Regions from separate parts of the Mus musculus genome. Here region 2 is linked to region 1. A link is a contact called in public HiChIP or PLAC-seq data. All regions are on one chromosome and are shown on one strand. The core of a region is the stretch at or near the end of the contact, and the rest is flanking DNA. Distances in the headings are between cores, read along the strand shown. Region 1 has its middle 42 kb from the start of Gm14009. Region 2 overlaps Morrbid (myeloid RNA regulator of BCL2L11 induced cell death).

Region 1 (2,784 bases), core at 131-2,630:
ATAGGAAAGAGAGCAGGTAAGCAGGGGGAGACTGAGTCTCCATTTCCACTTGAATGTGATGAGGGCCAGCCCATCTGACTATAGGAGGAAGGTGTGGACTTAGCAACCCTAGTACCTGTTGCTCCATAGGGAAAGACCCAGGAAACAAGGAAAAGTTAAAGAAATGGGTGAGTCTGCCAACTAATGAATCATCATTCATTCCCCTGAAGCCACTCAGCTTGAAAAGAATTTACTGGAAACCAACTTGTTGAAGGATCAGTTTCCCTGGTGAGGACTCCCTGGAATTTACCCAAAAGTTGTTTGGGTTAATTACTTTAACAATGATCATCATGTTTGCCCGCTGGTTCCCACAAGCCTTCAGATTCCCCCTGCGTGGTTTTCTACCTTACAATCAGTTTCATTTCACTGTCTTAGGCATATTCTCACTAGTCACCCAGCTATTGATCTTTCAGCCCATGTCAATCTTTTGAGTGTTTCTTTATTTAGAGAGTGATGGACTTCCTGAGCTCATGAAATTATGTGTGTGTGTGTGTGCCCATGTGCGTGCGCTTGCACGTGTGCACTAGTGGCTGGGTTTTCCTCAACTGCATTTTCTGTCAATTGTAATTTGAAAGACAGGGCTCTAAATTGGACAACTGCTCCCACTTTGGGATTTTTGTCATTGGGGAAATTGTCATAAATATGTGAAAATTAACACTGCAGGAAAAAAAAAACGTTGAGTTGGCTGCCTGCCAAACCTCTCAGGGAAACACAGAGCGGATACAGACGGGTGTTAGATGGCCCTCGCTGGACAAAGCTATCTTTTCTGCAAAGCAGAGGTTAAAGTTGGAAAAGCCTCGTGAATTGTCAGAACCTTTATATATGACAATGGAAGAGAAGTCCGCTCTAGAAATGGGAACCACATGCCAAATAACTGATTTTTTAAAAAAGTTACAGGGTAGAGAATCCCCAAATGAAATATTTCTACTAGATAAATACTAAGGCCTCGTCAGAGAAAAGAAAGACTCCTGAACAGAAATTTGCTAGGATCGTGTTATTGTGCATCTTGAAAACAGGCAGGGCAGAGAAGTTGGGATTTGCTAGCCTGCAGGATTTGGCTTCAGAAAAGTAATTTTTAGTGTCCCGGGTTGCTTTTGTTTTTAAAACACAGTCACTTCCAAACATGGCTTTAGGAAACTTTTCTGAGAATCACACCTTTTCTGAGAGGGACTGACTGCACACTGGGGAGGCTTAGGAAACAGAAGTGACCTAGAATCTAGATTTTGCAGGAAATCAGAGGAGGCCAGTTATGCAGATTATGTGGAGGCCTGTACAGCGCTGGAGGCTGCAGAGAGCACCTTTCGCTGGGAAGGGTGAGGTCATCTGAGGACAGAGGAAAAACGAAGAGGAAGTGCCCTCTGGAGCTGGGAAGGTGCTGGGGCTAAGGAGGAGTGCACTGGGGAGGGTGGGGGCGGGGGCTTGGAAAGGGATTCTCTCCAGCGCCATTTCTATAGCCTGAGCTGCACTAGCGTAAACAGGGGCCGTGGGCATACGGCGGTAAGACTGGGATTCCACGGCCAGGAAGCAAGCACTAACCACGGGAAGTGTTGGGAGGCAGAATGTCTAGAAGCAGGCGAAGGAGGGAGAGTGCCCTTGGCAACGGGGAGATAATGAGCGCTCCTCACAGTCCAGGAACTGGTCTGCTTAGAGATAAGCAAGGAGGCCAGGAAGAGAATCCCAAGGGCCCCAAGGCATGTGAGGTAGCACAATGCTGGGTTTCAGGTGTGGCTTTGGGGTTTGAACAGGGAGAAAAGCCTGCTCGGCACCATTCTGTCCCTGAGGCCATAACTGTCCCATCACATTCTTCTCACAAAGGAAGGTGAGGCTCGAAACCACTCTCCATCACCTAGTATCCCCATCCCTTGTCCTGTCCCTCCTCATCCCTGCCTGGCTGGCAATTAACACAGTACACCCCAGGAACCTACTCCGTTTCTGGGCAGATATGGTTATTCATCCAGGAAGGAGAACGAATTAACCTGTTTCCGTTTCCCCAGCGCCCGTCTATCTCCCTCCCATTCCTAGGAGGCCGCCCTCCTCCTTCCCACACCCGCTTCTACCCAGAGGCAGCAGGAAGCCTCTCTGCAGGGATACTAGCTGGGGATCTCCCGGCTGGAAGCACCTGCTTTGCTGCAGCCTGGGGCACTGTGACCCCTGGGGATGCAGCTCAGAAAGCCCCTATTAAAATGCTAATGCAGCACCTGGAAGGGTGAAGCCTCAAGGCAGCCTCCTATCTCGGTGCCTGAGCTTCCTCCTGTATGACTAGCCGGGGATAGAACACCCTGTGGGTATGGCGGATGTCTTGACATCAGGTACCAACCCAGCATTCTGCTAAACTCTATGTTTGAGTTCCATAGCAGTCAGGCTTAAGCTTGGGCGCCTCTCAGGACAGCAGGTCTTAAAGAGTCTGGCGTCTCCCTATCCCAGGCCCTCCCTAAACACAGTATTATTCGGGGCCCAGTGTCTCACTTTTCTCAAGACACCTCAGCACCCCCACAGCTGTCCATGTAAGATGTGGTCACCTTCAGTCTGTCACTTCAGAGAAGTGGGGATCTCCATGTTAGGCTTCAAACCCAGGACCCCTAACGCTAGCCCTGTTAATATACAGGCAATTCCACTTGGCCTACTCTCGGAGACCTAGCAACTGCTTATGTCAGCACCTGACCCTGCTGCAGATATAATAAGGTTCCTCCAGCCACCACATCTCTCTCTCCCCCTACCCCACCCGGAAAGAGGGTTGGAGAGATA
Region 2 (2,784 bases), core at 211-2,710, 100 kb after region 1:
AGTATAAGAAGCATAGTTTAAAAAAAAATACTGTTTAGACATGTGAAAATAGCTTAGTCAGCATCCCACTACACCCAAGGCTATACCTGTTCACCAGAACTCAGTCCCATCATTTACTCAAGCTAACCAGGCATAAGCCTAGAATCCCATGGCTCCCACTGGCCAGTATATAAGCAGAGTCCAAAAGCAATGCTCTACTTCACCCATCTGGAGAGAAGCCACCATGATCAGCCCTGTGGCTGGAGAGTCTTCTCCGGGATCCTGACCGTCAAATCGGAGACTTCTGTCAAAGACAGAAAACGACCTTCTAAGATATGTCAAATGGGTGAGTAGCCTTAGGGAGACAGGCTTAGGACTGTGGTTAGGAATCAGTGCATGAATTTTGTATGATAACCTCAGCATAGTGAAATTATACCAACTATGCATACACACACATGCACATATACACACATGTACATACATAAACAAAAACGCATACACATGCACATACATACATAATACACACAATATGCCTTCTTGCTTGCAACATGTAGTAAGATATTGTCAGGTACACTTTATGTTTCTCTTGTCTTGGAATCCCCTTATCTCTGTGAATGATACATTAAAATTATTAATTTAAAGACATTTATACCTTTCTGGCTCTTCATTCAAAGTTTATTGTTTGAAAGCAGGGTTACAGAGATGCCAATAAATTATCATATTCTATTTTATATAGGGGCAATTTGCTTTAACCTTATCAAAGAATTAAATAAGTCACCTCAGACAACCAACCAGTGAAAAAAACTTTTTCATTTATTTTTTTTTTACAGCTTAAAATCTGGATAAATAATTAATTTTTTTTTTTTTTTTTTTTTTTTTGGTAAAAGTGGAAGCAATTTGGGTGACTTTAAGTTACAGCAAATTGGGAGACTCAGAGTCCTCTAAAACCTTAGCAGGAAAAGTGATTATAGGCGTTTACATGAAACTCATTCACTCTCCCAATTCCCAGAAAGACATCACATGAACTAAGGAGATGATGGCTTCCATCTTACTCTGAAATTACTGTTTGCCCTTCTGACTCCCAAGACAGTAGAAGAAAAAAGGAAAAAAAAAAACAAAAAAACAAAAAAACAAAAAACAAAACCAACAACAACAAAAAACTACGATAAAAACAGGAAAAAAGCCATTTTACATTTTTCCCTTGCCTTAAACAAGTCTAATATTAATAATAATCACACATGCTGCCGAAGAGAGCCGCTTTCCTCCTGGTTTCTTTTGAAATGACTTCCTTTACTTTTTCTTTTAACCTACAAATGGAGATCTGGAAAGGGGTGGGTTTGGTCATTTCGAAACTTTCCTCCCCAGGCGTCTCAGTAAATAACCCCAGGCCATAGTCTGGGTCTTCTCTGTTCAAGTCTTCTGGGGGCGGAGACTGAGGAGGCCAGGGGCAAAGGTGGGGCTGGGGTGCTTGGCAGAGGGAGTAGAGGACAGGAAGAGGAGGAGGGAGCCATGGGGTGAACTCCCAGCAAGTGTACATAATGTCACACACAGAGAGACACACGGACACACATGCACACATATCATGCACAGTAGATTCAAGCTCAAGAATGAGAGAAGAGGAGGCGGAGGGAGGGAGAGGGAGAGCCGGAGAGGGAGAGAGCCGCGCGCGCGAGCGTTTCCTGGTTTGATGTCAGCTCTCCAACACTGGCTCCGAATTAGCCACAGTAATATTGGGCCCCTGCCCACTCAGCAGGCAGACGGCTTATCCAGCCAGCAACAGGCTTTTAATAAAACAAGATGTTGTCCCTTTACTAAGGCCAATGGACTCCTTTTCTCTGGCCCCGTGAAATATCCTTCCACCCCCCACCCCCACCCCCAGCAGCAGTTTCGGCAGCCCCCCACCCCACCTCACCACACCCCCCACCCCCACCCCAACTGGCATTCCCAGGGGCTCTGATCTCTGGCTCTGCTGTGTCTCCAAGGTTCACACCCAGTGTGCTGGCTCCTCCTGCAGCTTCTATTTGTGTTCTGCCTTCATACCCTGTCTGCCCTATCCAGCCCACCTCTCCCCCTTTCCTGCACTCCGGGTAGCTAGCAATAGACACAGACTGGGAGGCAGGCAGTCATCTGACCTCCTAAGAGACCAGCTTTCAGCTTTAAAGACACCAGTAGGAAAGGCTGGACAACCTGGATTTCATCCTCAGATCTGCCCTGCTCAACTGTGGCTTCGAACACACTGCTGTATGTGTGGCGGCTAGGTTCTCAGCTTGGAACGTAAGTAGCAGGTTGCTTATAGACCAGTAAAATATTGAGCTCCAAAGGCACTGAGAATCCCTCATTGCACACTCTTCTTAAGCACAGATGTCGTAGCCAGGTCAGTCACTACCAAATGGTCAGAGATGATATGGGAGTGAAGGCCTGCAGCGCTGGCTTGTGAGGCCCCTCCAAGTTGGGAGGAATCTGCTCTCCACGCCCACCCTTGTGTTTGCTACAAAGTTTTTGAGAGGAAATGGACCGAATGAGTGCTGTGGACCCGCTTGTGCCTTCTCTCACTCAAGATGCTCCCTGGCTTTGGAAGAGAAGAGAGGAGAAATGAGCAGAGGAACATCTGGGCATGTGGATGGAGTCAGAGCTGGGAATTGTGTCTTCTGGAGCTTAGCCCAGATCCACCCCGAGAGCAGCAGGGTCCTGGCAGGAAGCAGGGTGTACCAGCCAACATGGGAGAAGAGCTGCCGAATTCTAGCCAGGGTGACCAGAGAGCTGTTCAAATGGCAACCTCAGAGCGAGGAATGCAGAAAGCCCCCA

The links. HiChIP or PLAC-seq counts read pairs in DNA pulled down with a chosen protein or histone mark.
Region 2: a contact with region 1 is called in an H3K27ac HiChIP or PLAC-seq map of embryonic stem cells, with 23 read pairs. The contact joins two enhancer-like sites. A contact is called at or near these places in 6 of 484 Hi-C or Micro-C datasets (the C2C12 cell line, bone marrow-derived macrophages, cortical neurons and 2 more), 3 of 115 datasets of contacts at active chromatin or transcription factors (all in embryonic stem cells) and 1 of 9 other capture datasets (embryonic stem cells).

Annotation. Positions count from the first base shown.
Region 1 is chr2:128,209,856-128,212,639 of GRCm38.p6, forward strand. No RefSeq gene overlaps it. Among named protein-coding and RNA genes, the nearest start is that of Gm14009, 42 kb to the left of the region's middle. Within about 2 kb of position 1,381, at least 74 of the 459 cell types and tissues checked have an H3K27ac peak or open chromatin away from gene starts, as enhancers often do. A contact at or near this core is called in cortical neurons and embryonic stem cells, where this site is marked.
Region 2 is chr2:128,310,826-128,313,609 of GRCm38.p6, forward strand. All of the region lies in intron 2 of Morrbid (myeloid RNA regulator of BCL2L11 induced cell death), which reads right to left. Among named protein-coding and RNA genes, the nearest start is that of Gm14010, 110 kb to the right of the region's middle. Within about 2 kb of position 1,461, at least 123 of the 459 cell types and tissues checked have an H3K27ac peak or open chromatin away from gene starts, as enhancers often do. A contact at or near this core is called in cortical neurons and embryonic stem cells, where this site is marked.